Linked DNA regions of Mus musculus: region 1 is linked to region 2. A link is a contact called in public promoter capture Hi-C data. All regions are on one chromosome and are shown on one strand. The core of a region is the stretch at or near the end of the contact, and the rest is flanking DNA. Distances in the headings are between cores, read along the strand shown. Region 1 holds the start of Bmp7 (bone morphogenetic protein 7). Region 2 has its middle 8.8 kb from the start of Gm35982.

Region 1 (5,609 bases), core at 730-3,229, 370 kb before region 2:
CTTCTCAGAGAGAAGCAAAGGGAAAGACTGCTTGCTACCCTTCTGTTCCGGACCTTACTGAAGGTCCTTAGTGTTTCCAGGGGCCCAAGAACCAGGTAGCCGTGGAGGTTGCCATGCTTGCCTGCCCACTCACCCAACGTTCTCCTGCCTGGCCTGTGTGTGGCACCCATGCAGGCCACAGAAGGCCACACACAGCCTTCAGGATGAGGGCAGGGCCCCTTTGTTTATTCAATATCAAGAACTGTAACATGGTCACCGGAGGTCATGTCTCCAGCTCGCAGCCTGCTTGGCCTCAGATCACCCACCACAGCAGGTCCAGGGAGGGGCCTCTCAGGTCTGCACTGGCCAGGGACTCAGTACTGGTGGCATCCAAGGCCTGGGCTAAGACCTGCATGTCTCTTTTAGCCCCTCAGACAGTCACATCACCTAAAATTCCTACCAAGGAGCCCTGAGAGACCTAGGTAGTTATCTCTGTTCCAGGAAGCCTGAAAGACCAGGCTTCCCATCTCACCCTAGGACTTCAAGAGGGACCCCCTACTCAAGGCCCTTCCCCAGCCCCTACTTGCCATTTTACCACCCCTGAAACGCTTGGCTTGTCGCCCACCTTCAGCAAAGCAGGAAGCCTGGCTCACCATCCCCACTCACTCACTGCCATTCTGGGTGAAGGCTGCTTTGCTCCCATTTTTCAGATTAGGAAACGGAGGCTCCAAAGAGCAGCAATCCACTGAGAGACCCAGTATCTGTCTGGGACGTTTCCTCCTGGGAGGAGAGGGAGGCTAGTCCTTTGAGACAGGAAAATGCAGTCGGGAGCTCTTCTGAACTTGGGTACCAACTGCCTACTCCTCAGGCCCTACCTGGGGCTAGGGGTGGGGTTGTTAGACAGTGAGGTACCAAAGGACTCATGTCAGGACCCCGCCCCCCCAAGAGAGGAGGGGGGTGGGAACATTCTCTAGTCCCAGATTTCACTTATGTACTCTGTAGAGCTGCAGCATCTGGGGTTTGAAGGCTTTGGGTTAAAAGATACTTGGGAAGGAAAAGCCGAGAAGTACCTGGGCCCGGATCCCTTGGGTGCTGGACTTGAGGGGAGGTGTGTGTGTGTGTGTGTGTGTGTGCGCGTGTGTGTGTGTGTGTGTGTGTGTATGTGTGTGTGTGTTGGGGGAGTGAAGTGTAGAAAGAACTTTATCTCCACATTATCTCTGCCAGTCCTGGAAGGTTCCCAGAGGAAGTGGCACCCGAGGGGGGAGGGGCAGGGAGAGAACGTTCCCCGAGGAACAAAAGCCAGGATAGCAGAGGGGCAAGCGGTGGGGGTACCGAGGGGGTTTTGCATGACTGGAGCAAATGGAGTGTTGGGGGGGGGGCGGTTCGAAAGATGAGCCAGGTCCAAGAGTGGCCACCTCCGAGGAGCCTTCTCGGATTCCTGCGCTCCCTCCCGGATGCTTTCCTAGCACAGCCCTTAGTTGCTACACTTTGGCCACTTCCAAGTGCGAGTCCCGAGAGAGCTGGGCAGATTGGGATTCTTCTCTCTGGGTCCCTGCGGCGTCTGTCCCAGTGCCGGACACCCGGTGGGCACTCGGTAAATATTTGTAGAGCGCCCTGGGAGGAATGAATGAAGCCATTGGGCCAGGCTTGGGGAGGGCGGGGACAGGCGCAGGTGGGAGGCAGCGGGAGCGGGAGGGGCGGGGAAGTCAGTCCTCCCGCTCCTCCCCCGCTCCCCGGCCCCAGCGCGCCCAACTCCGGGGCTCCCGAGGCGGCGGGCGGGCGATCCGGGCGCGCAGGGCCCTTGTATTGGGCACGCGGGAGATCGGAAAGGGGTTTGTTGCTGGTGCCCGCGGGCCCGAGCGCGATCAGAGCGGGAGGAGGGAGCTAGGGTTCGCTCAGCGCCCAGCTGCCTCTCCGGCACTCGCTCTCCGGACTTGTAGGTCTGCAAGCTGCTGCTCCTCCCACCCCGGCCCGCCTCCTCGCTCTCTTGCTCGCTCTCTGGAGTTGCTGTGCTAGCCTTGCCGTGCGTCCTGGCGAGTGCGGGCCGAGGGGCCCCGGGCCAGAACTGAGTAAAGGACAGGGGCGTCCCGGGCAAAGCGCAGCCGGCCGGGGAGTGGCCATGTGTGGCGAGGCCGCCTTGAAGCTCGCCTGCAGCAAGTGACCTCGGGTCGTGGACCGCTGCCCTGCCCCCTCCGCTGCCACCTGGGGCGGCGCGGGCCCGGTGCCCCGGATCGCGCGTAGAGCCGGCGCGATGCACGTGCGCTCGCTGCGCGCTGCGGCGCCACACAGCTTCGTGGCGCTCTGGGCGCCTCTGTTCTTGCTGCGCTCCGCCCTGGCCGATTTCAGCCTGGACAACGAGGTGCACTCCAGCTTCATCCACCGGCGCCTCCGCAGCCAGGAGCGGCGGGAGATGCAGCGGGAGATCCTGTCCATCTTAGGGTTGCCCCATCGCCCGCGCCCGCACCTCCAGGGAAAGCATAATTCGGCGCCCATGTTCATGTTGGACCTGTACAACGCCATGGCGGTGGAGGAGAGCGGGCCGGACGGACAGGGCTTCTCCTACCCCTACAAGGCCGTCTTCAGTACCCAGGGCCCCCCTTTAGCCAGCCTGCAGGACAGCCACTTCCTCACTGACGCCGACATGGTCATGAGCTTCGTCAACCTAGGTGAGTGGCGGTGGGAGGGGATATATTTCAGACTGGGGCCACTTTGGGACTGGGAGAGGGTCTCTGCTTACAGCCACTGTGGTCCACCTTTCCATTTGCAAAGCATCAGTGCCCGCCAGAGACTCTTCGCCCCGGGGTCTTAGTAGACTTTAAGCTCTGTGCGTCTCGGATAAGTCTTGCTGGCTCGGAGGGTTTGTCCGGGCTATCCGGAGGGTGCACCCCCAGCCCTGAGTCTCTGTCTGCTCCGCCGCGGGTTCATCTCACTCAGGGGCGGGAGGTCCCGGCTCGGCAGCGGCTTAGTTCAAAGCGCCCGGCTGGGTCATGTGAGCTGAACCGGCTTCAGCGGCCCGCGCTACCTGGATTTAAAGGGCCCTTGTGGGCAAAGCTGCCTTCCCGCCTTTCCTCTGCCCCTCTGAGGCCAGCTTGGTTCTGACATCCCGCGCATCCCCTTTTCTTCCCCTCTCTGACCCTACCTGTCCCATTGCGGAGCGCTGGTTTCGGCGTGCGCTCGGAGTGCCGCGGGGCTCCTCGCCTAGCCGCCAGTCGCCCACCTTTGGACTCTCGGCTGGAGCCGGGGAAAGAACGTTGCCATTGCGAGTTTTCTATTTTAAATGTTTAATGATAGGTCCCGGGCGGGCAGAATCCATTTTCAGCGTTTATCACGTGTGGCGCGCAAACCACGGGTTTTGGCGATTGGGTGGCTGGGGACCTCGGAACAGAGGCCGCCATGGAATGGCTGGGGAACCCGTTTCCCTGCTGGAGTTCCAGCCAACCCAGTGAGTGATGCGAGGCTGGGTTGCGGCTGGTCTGAGACAGCTCCCCCTGCAGCTGTGCGCGCACACGTATTCAACTTGCTCAAACTAACCCCCAGCCGTGCGCTGTGGGGCAGATCATCAAATATTTGGCTTTGGTGATAACAAGTCCTGATAGTGCCGTTTCCTGTGTCGCTTTTATTCTGCTTGTGGAAGTTGCTGAGAAAACCCCAGGTCAAGACACCAAACGCACCATGGGCTCCCGCCGTGTCAACTTGGAAATAATGAAGCTTGAAGACCACCCCTCCCTCGCTGGGCACCCGGGGCTCGGAAGGGATCTCCGTGAAGACAGGGTCCCAGTTAATCCTCTCAGCTCTAGATAAAAAGCCCTGGAGCTTCTGGGAGATATTGTCTGGCTCCATTAAAGGTCAAAAATATAAAATAATGACTCAAGGGTCAGGGTGTAAAAGCTGGTGATAGAGCTGCCAAAATAATATAGAGCAAATTCTAATTCTCCTTAGACACTTGTTAAGAAGAGGCCCTGCTTTGGAAAGGCCTCTAGGTCCTGAGGGAAGGAAAGGCCAATCGCAGAGAGATTTTCCTGGGGGTAGGGCTTAGGTTGCTGGCAGATGGAGGGTGCCTTTCACTGTGTCCGTTCTTTTTTTTAATATGTGGATTTATCACCTTAAACTAAAGTAGAGTCCTCAATAGATGCTTAGCAGCATGTGGTCAGCATGGATCTGTGAGGCCATCCCGAAGCCAGGCTTAACAAGGCCCTCTCCCTGCGTGAGGGTCAGAGCTTATGGCCTCTCCTGCTCTCTCCTGTGATCTCCAGCAAGGCAGTGGGTCCTAGCTGACAATTCAGCGCCTTGCCTGGCTCATCAAGCAGCAATAGATAATCCCTGACTTTGGTGCCAGTCTCTGTGTTTCAGGTCTGGCAGTATGGCCCCAGCTGGCCGCCTGCATCCCAAAGGGCCAGGTGGCTTCCAGGGCGGCTCCCAGGGCCCTGCTGGGAACCTGGCGGGGGCGGTTGCTCCCCCCCTGGCCTTGGGTACAAGCTGGGGCATGCTGGGGAGGCCACAGCTGGGTGGCTTCCTCTGGCTGCACACACACCTTTCAGTCCGTTCTTTCTTTCATGTTGAAAGGACAAAGCCTAGCTTGTCTGAGCCTCTCAATCAGCGAGGCTGGCTTTGGGCTTTTGTGGGACCGTCCTGACTTTCTCAGGCCTGGCTCTCTGGATCATCACTCCTAATTAGATAGCAGAGTGGCTTTTAACAGAACCCATGAACTGGGTCTTGTTTTCTTTCTCTCTCTGTCGCTAAACTAGAGGTAATTAGGGGAAGCCCAGGACTGTAGCTGCTAAGAGCTTCCTGTAGGTGCATCTTTAATCTCTGCTGGGCCACAGCACAGGCAGGAACCTCCTACTCCTGCTGGTGTGACTTGGGGGATGGCAGCTGGGCTGGAGAAGCGGGTAGTGACTGGAAACTTATTCCCACACTGAGTCTGCTGAGAAAGCATGGTCAGATCAGAAATAGACAAGATTTTTAGAATGCCAAGTTCACTCTTACCCTTTGCTCCCGAATGAGAAAAAACGTTCCTGTCAAACTGCCCCATTGTCACCCTAAGAGCATTTGGTGTTGGTGGCAGAGACAGACTGCGGCACACCTCCGCCACCGGTCCCCCTCAGTTTTGCCTGCCTGGGGACTCCTGCTTCAACCCTGAGGGCTTTTGCAGACCTTTATTGTCCTGTCTGCAGCCAAACTGGTTTTTGTTCTTATAAGTTGTTCTCCCTGGAATTTGAGCAGTTTGCCAGGCCTAGTGGGATCTACACTAGAGGGAAATTTACAACAAAACCAGGTGCTACGTGTGAAGACTTGACTGTCCCAGATGACAAGACCAGCCTGAACCATAAAGTCCCTGGGAAAGCCAGAGACTTGCGGCTTGCGTGGGACACCCATCCTCCTGGCTCTGGCCCCAAAGTTCAATGGCAAGATCTGTAAACTGGTTTGGATTAACAAGCCCCCTACTCCTCTGGGTAGACTTCATTTTGGAATTCAAAACAGGCCACACTCTCTCAAACAGTCCCCAGGCAAAGTTGATCCTGCAGAGACCGAGTCTCGCCATTAACCCCAGCTACTCTTTTTTTTTGGGGGCGGGGGAGAAACCGAACAACCCTGTTCAGAATCTTCTAGAAAGCCAACTGTCTTAGGGA
Region 2 (5,804 bases), core at 387-2,886:
AGAGGAGGGGGAGGAGGAAGAGGAGGAGAACTATGGTTAAAGCTCAATGGGGAAAACTCTTGACTGGTATGTACAAGACAATTAAAACAAGACAATAAGAACTATAACAATGCCAGGCATGGTGGTGCACGCCTTTAATCCCAGCACTTGGAAGGCAGAGGCAGGCAGATTTCTGAGTTTGAGGCCAGTCTGGTCTACAAAGTGAGTTCCAGGACAGCCAGGGCTATACAGAGAAACCCTGTCTTGAAAAACAACGACAACAATAACAACAACAACGAAAAAGAACTATAACAATAACAACAACAACAGCAGCAGCAAAGAACCCTGCTCTACTTAAAGCCATTGCAGGTGGGAAAAAAAAAAATCCAAGCCCTCTACCAAGTCATTAAGCTCTATGAGGGGATGTGGCCTCATGTGTCTTGTCTGTTCCACTCACCAGCTACTTCAGCCCCAGAGCCCTGGATTTTGTACCTGGGTACAATTGCCATTTGGGGCTTGGGGAAATGTCCCTTCTTTCTAGAAGTCTACACTGACCACATCCCCAGAGTCCTGTTGGGCGCTTCCCCTCTAAGTCCTGAACCCCAGCAGCTCTGACTGTCTTGGAGAGTCCTCTGCCACTTAGTGCCCAGCCTGGAAGGCTGATGACCTCAAATAGACCCTGAGCAGCCACGAGTCCCACACCTAACCTGCATCATTTGGTCTTGACTTTGTTTTTTCGTATGTTTGTTTGTTTGTTGAGACAAGGTCTCACATAGCCCAGGCTGATCTTGAACTCCCAATCGTCCTGTTTCTATTTCCAAGTGCTATGATCACAGGTGTGTGTTACTGAATGAGCAAAAGAAAAGAAAAAGGAAGACTTGGTTGCTGGGTGTGGTAGAGGAGAGGCAGGGACATCTGGGAGAGTCCAGCGTGGACATGACCCTGAGCTCTGTGAGGAGAAGGGGAGGGGAAGGGAAGGGAGAGGGGAACCAGGTGTAACAGCCAAGTGGGCAAATGGTTGAAAAAAAAAAAAAAAGATGGCTAACCACAATGGCTGGATGATACAGGAAAGAGCCTCTGGGGAGTGGCAGCAGTACCCTGAGCTGCAGAGTTGGGAGTGGATAGAAGGCAGGGCATTCCAACCATACCCTGTGACTCTTGGGTATGGAGTGGTGCTGGGAAAACCTGGAAGCCAGGTCAGTTTTGATATGTTAAATAGACACCTTAGCTGCTTGTCGCAGGTCTGAAATTTAACAACCACCACACCCAGTTTATTCCACACTGGGGATGGAACCCAGGATTCTCTGCATGCTAACCCAGCACATCCCGAAGCCTCCTACAACCTGGTCTTGGAGAATTTACTGTGGAGTAATGGCTTCCAACCACATCGTCGCTGCAGGGCTAGGGGATGGGCAGCGCAGCTCTGTGAAATTGAGCCGGGACTGCAACTGCCAGAGAGGATGTCAGAACCCTGCCTGAGCACACTCAAAGTTAGCCAGACAGGGGGCATGGCAGCTGGACCCAAACAAGGCCAGCTCCCAGCTAGAGGCCAGCCTCATGTTTCTCCAGCCACAGAAGGCAGCGTAGAAGCTGTCTTTCCACACACCAGCCAGGGGGAAGTCAAACGATTCTACCACCTGCTCCTCACGGAGCCTGGAGCCCGCAGGCAGACCAGGTGATGGTTGCCCTCTTCTAAGAGCCCCATGCTTAGAGGGTGTAGCTCTCAGGAGTGTCCGGATAGTGTGACCTGCAATTCTTAAACTGGGCACAGCGGGACACATCTGTTTGCAGCAGTTCAAGGCTGGCCTGGCTAGCCTGAGCTACACAAGACCGCATCTCAACAAGGCAGCTCATTAACACCACTTTCCTAAGGGAGGCTGCACACCGGCTCACACTGCAGGCCACAGCCAGCAAGTTCAAACTAGTGCAGGCTGTGGGCCAGACTGTGGAACGCACAGGAAGACATCCAGAATTGCCGAGAGAGGAAGGCCAGACCTGTGTTCTCAATAGGTTTCATGACTACACCACTCACAGGCTGGCTGTGCCTGGCCTGGGTTTTGTTCTGTGGAACCACCACGCGTGTCCATTTTATTTTGTCCCTTTGTCTGGCAATTCATCATCCTGCTCTTTGGGTTTTGAGACAGTGTCTCACTAATTACACCAGGCTGACCTGAAACTCTCAGAGATCCACCTGCCTCTGCCTCCGGAGAGCTAGGATTATTGGAGTACCACGCCGCCCCCGAGTACAGCTTGTTCTAATTTAGTCTTCCCCGATCCCAGCCCCCACCTGACCTTGCTTGGGTGTGTTGTTTTGCTTTGTGAAAAGGTCTTGCTATGTAGCCAAGGCTGTCCTGGAACTAACTAGGAAACCCAGGCTATCTTTAAATTCATGGTCATGTCTTTGTGTCTCTTAAACCCTGAAATTATAGGAATATTCCACCATATCTGACTTGTTTGTAGGTTTGGGTTTTTTTGTTTTTTGTTTTTGTTTTTTGTTTTTTTTTTTGAGGCAGGGTTTCTCTGTATAGCCCTGGCTGTCCTGGAACTCACTCTGTAGACCAGGCTGGCCTCGAAGTCAGAAATCCGCCTGCCTCTGCCTCCTGAGTGCTGGGATTAAAGGCGTGCGCCACCACGCCCGGCTTAGGTTTGGGTTTTTTGTTTGTTTGATTAGTTTGGTTTGGTTTGGTTTTGGTTCTGAACCCCCCCCACCCCCCCGTGTGGTCCTGGCCGTCAGGGAATTCACTCTGTAGACCAGGCTGGTCTCAAATTCACGAAGGCCCACCTGCTTCTGACTCTGAATTCTGGGATTAAAGTTGTTCATCGCCACACCAAACTGTGTTTGTCTGGTTCACACACCCCACCCCCACCCCCAACTCCTGGTTCGGTTTTCAGATAGGCTCTCCCAGCTAGCCTGGAATTTGCTATGAAGTCATGGCTGACCTTGAATCTTCCTGCCTTGCATCCTGATTGATTGTTGGGATTAAAAGCATGGGCCACCATTTCTGATTTTCCTCTTTTTTTTTTTTTAGATAAGGGATTATGTTCCCAGGCTGATTTGTAATTTCTGGCTCAAGTAATCATCCTCCTGCCTCAGCCTTCCTGGTAGCTAGCACTGCAGGCATAGGCTTCTAAGCCTGCTTCAGTTTAACTTTTTTTTCCCATGTGTGTGTGGTATGCATGCATATGTATGTGTGCTTTCATGCATGTGGTCATATGTGCAGGCCTGTGCATATAACAGTCACGTATGTGGAGGCCTGAAGTTGATGTCTGGTGTCTTCCTGGATTTTGATTTAAACCTTGAGTCAGGGTGTCTCAACTGAACCTTGCGATTCAGCTATCCTATCTAGACAGATTGTTCAGGGGACCTAAATCTCCACCTCCTGAGCACGAGAACTTTAGTCCATCAGCCACAGGTACCACAGGTGCTGGGATTTGAACTCAGACCCCCATATTTGAGTGGAAATCTTCTTAGTTCCTAGTTTGTATCTTTGTAAAATTTTAAGAATTACTTTATTGCTGGGCACGCCTTTAATCCCAGCACTCGGGAGGCAGAGGCAGGCAGATTTCTGAGTTTGAGGCCAGCCTGGTCTACAAAGTGAGTTCCAGGACAGCCAGGGCTATACAGAGAAACCCTGCCTCGAAAAACAAACAAACAAACAAACAAAAAAAGAATTACTTTATTATTTTCTGTGCATTAATGCTTTGCCTGCATGTATGTCTGTGTACTACCAGCTTCCTGGTAACAGAGGTGGTATGTGGAGAGGGGACCACAAGGCAAAAGATAACACTGGAGAAAGCTGGTTCTCCCCTCCCACCCTGGGATCTGGAGCCACAGCTTTTCACAGCGAGCATTTTTTTTTAAACCTTCTGAGCCATCCCAACACCTGATTTTTACATTATTTAATGGTTGAGAAAACACGGGAGCAAGAATGTTTCCAGACAGCCGAAAATTATGTGAAAGCCAAGTTCTTCCCTGTGAATCCAGTCTTGCCATTGTCATACTGCCACACAGTACGGTGCGGTTTACCAGAGGTCTCAGGAGACCCCCATCCCCACTCTACCCCAGTTAGAGCCGGTTGGCCTTTTACTAGCCTGCCCATTTCAGCTCCAAGCATTGGTGACACAGGTGTCCTCAGAGCTTGCATGGTGGGAGTACAACACAAAAGCAAGATCATTGACTCTGGTGGGCTCTGGTCCACACAGAAGGAGACGACAGGAAGTGGCTTGGGAGATAGCCTGGCCCGTGAGGTCATGATTTTTCCTGAGAGGCAACAGGAGTCTCCAAGATAACAGCAGCAGATGCAAAGGTCCTGGGATGGGATGACCTGGGTTCCAGTCTGGGCCAGGAGTGAGGCTGGCAGGGAGTGAGTGGAAGATGCTTGTAAGCAGATTAGGTAATGAGTCAGTCACATGCACTATCTGATGGGAAAAGCCCATAGTGAGGCAGCCGGTACTCAGTATACCACATATGGACGAGTGGTGCCTATGGGTGGAGACAGAGCAGTACTGGAGACTGTATAACACAGTGGTGCCCCAGCCTGACATCCAAATGGGATGCAGAGGGCAGTGACTGAAAGTGACTGGCACCTCATCATTTTCAAAACGGTGTGTGTGTGATTAAAGGCATGCACTACCGGGCGTGGTGGCACGAGCCTTTAATCCCAGCACTCGGGAGGCAGAGGCAGGTGGATTTCTGAGTTCGAGGCCAGCCTGGTCTACAGAGTGAGTTCCAGGATAGCCAGGGCTACAGGGTTATACAGAGAAACCCTGTCTCAAACAAAACAAAACAAAAACAAAAACAAAAAAAAATAAATAAACAAAAAGTTTGCTTGCTTTCCTTCCTTTCTCTTTCTTTCTTCCCTTTTCTCTTTTCTTTCTTCTCTTCCTCATCTCCTTCTTCCTCTTCCTTCTCCTCCTCTTCCTCTTTTCTCTTTCTCTCTTTCAAGACAAGGTTTCACTATGTAGCCCTGGCTGTCCTGAAACTATGTAGATCAGGCTGGCCTCAAACTCAGAGATTCACCTGCCTCTGCCTCCAAGTGTCAGAATTAAAAGTATGTACTAGTATGCCTGGCTGGAGACAGTCTTAAGTACCTCAGTTTGCCCCCAAAAAAGTAGCTCAGGCTCCCCAAAATTTACTCTGTAGCCTGGGGTAACCTTGAACCTCTAGAGTGCAGGGATTACAGAATGTGCACACACACACACACACACACACACACACACACACACACACACACACACACACACAGTGTATATGGTGCTCCTCTTCTCTTTAGATTGCTTTGTGCCGGTCCCTCATCCTACACTTGGACCAAAATCTGGGTCTGTTCGGCAAGCGCTCTCCTGCGGAGACATACTCCAGCTCAGTCACGTATTTTATTTATCTTTATGAATTTTATTTTATTCTTATGCGTCTGTGGTTTTGCCTGTGTGTATGTGTGTATATTGTGTGCACGCTTGGTTCCTGAAAAGGTGAGAAGAGGGCTTGGGTCTCCTGAACTGGGGCGATAGTTGGTTGTGTACAGCCACGTGGGTGCTAGGAATTAAGCCCGGGTCCTCTGTGAGAGCAGCCATGCTCCCAAGCATCGCCTCTGCTGCCGCTATGTTCTTTTCATTTCATTCTCTGGATGGGTACTAACTATGAGACAGACAAAACCAGACCAGAACCTGGACCTTGCTCTCAGTCAGAGTCAACAGTGACAGACTTGAACCCAGGCCAGGGTGTTGGGATCCACAGAGAGAGCTGGTTCCGAAGGACCGCCATCCAACTAGGGTGGTGAACAGAGGTAAACATAGATAGGAGACTCAGCCGGACCGATGGCTCTGTG

Evidence for each region. Promoter capture Hi-C pulls out the DNA fragments that hold promoters and counts their contacts.
Region 1: a promoter capture Hi-C map of embryonic stem cells shows a contact between it and region 2. The contact joins the promoter of Bmp7 here to the enhancer-like site in region 2. A contact is called at or near these places in 8 of 39 promoter capture datasets (cranial neural crest, embryonic stem cells, frontonasal cranial neural crest and 4 more), 9 of 484 Hi-C or Micro-C datasets (embryonic stem cells and epiblasts) and 10 of 115 datasets of contacts at active chromatin or transcription factors (embryonic basal ganglia, embryonic forebrain, embryonic hindbrain and 4 more).

What each region holds. Positions count from the first base shown.
Region 1 is chr2:172,936,691-172,942,299 of GRCm38.p6, reverse strand. It overlaps Bmp7 (bone morphogenetic protein 7), which reads left to right and starts at 1,979. Exons shown (of 7, transcript NM_007557.3): 1 at 1,979-2,645. The coding sequence starts at 2,231. It overlaps Gm40010 (a long non-coding RNA gene), which reads left to right and starts at 2,655. Exons shown (of 3, transcript XR_867069.2): 1 at 2,655-5,609.
Region 2 is chr2:172,564,018-172,569,821 of GRCm38.p6, reverse strand. No RefSeq gene overlaps it. Among named protein-coding and RNA genes, the nearest start is that of Gm35982, 8.8 kb to the left of the region's middle. Within about 2 kb of position 1,636, at least 14 of the 459 cell types and tissues checked have an H3K27ac peak or open chromatin away from gene starts, as enhancers often do. A contact at or near this core is called in embryonic stem cells, where this site is marked.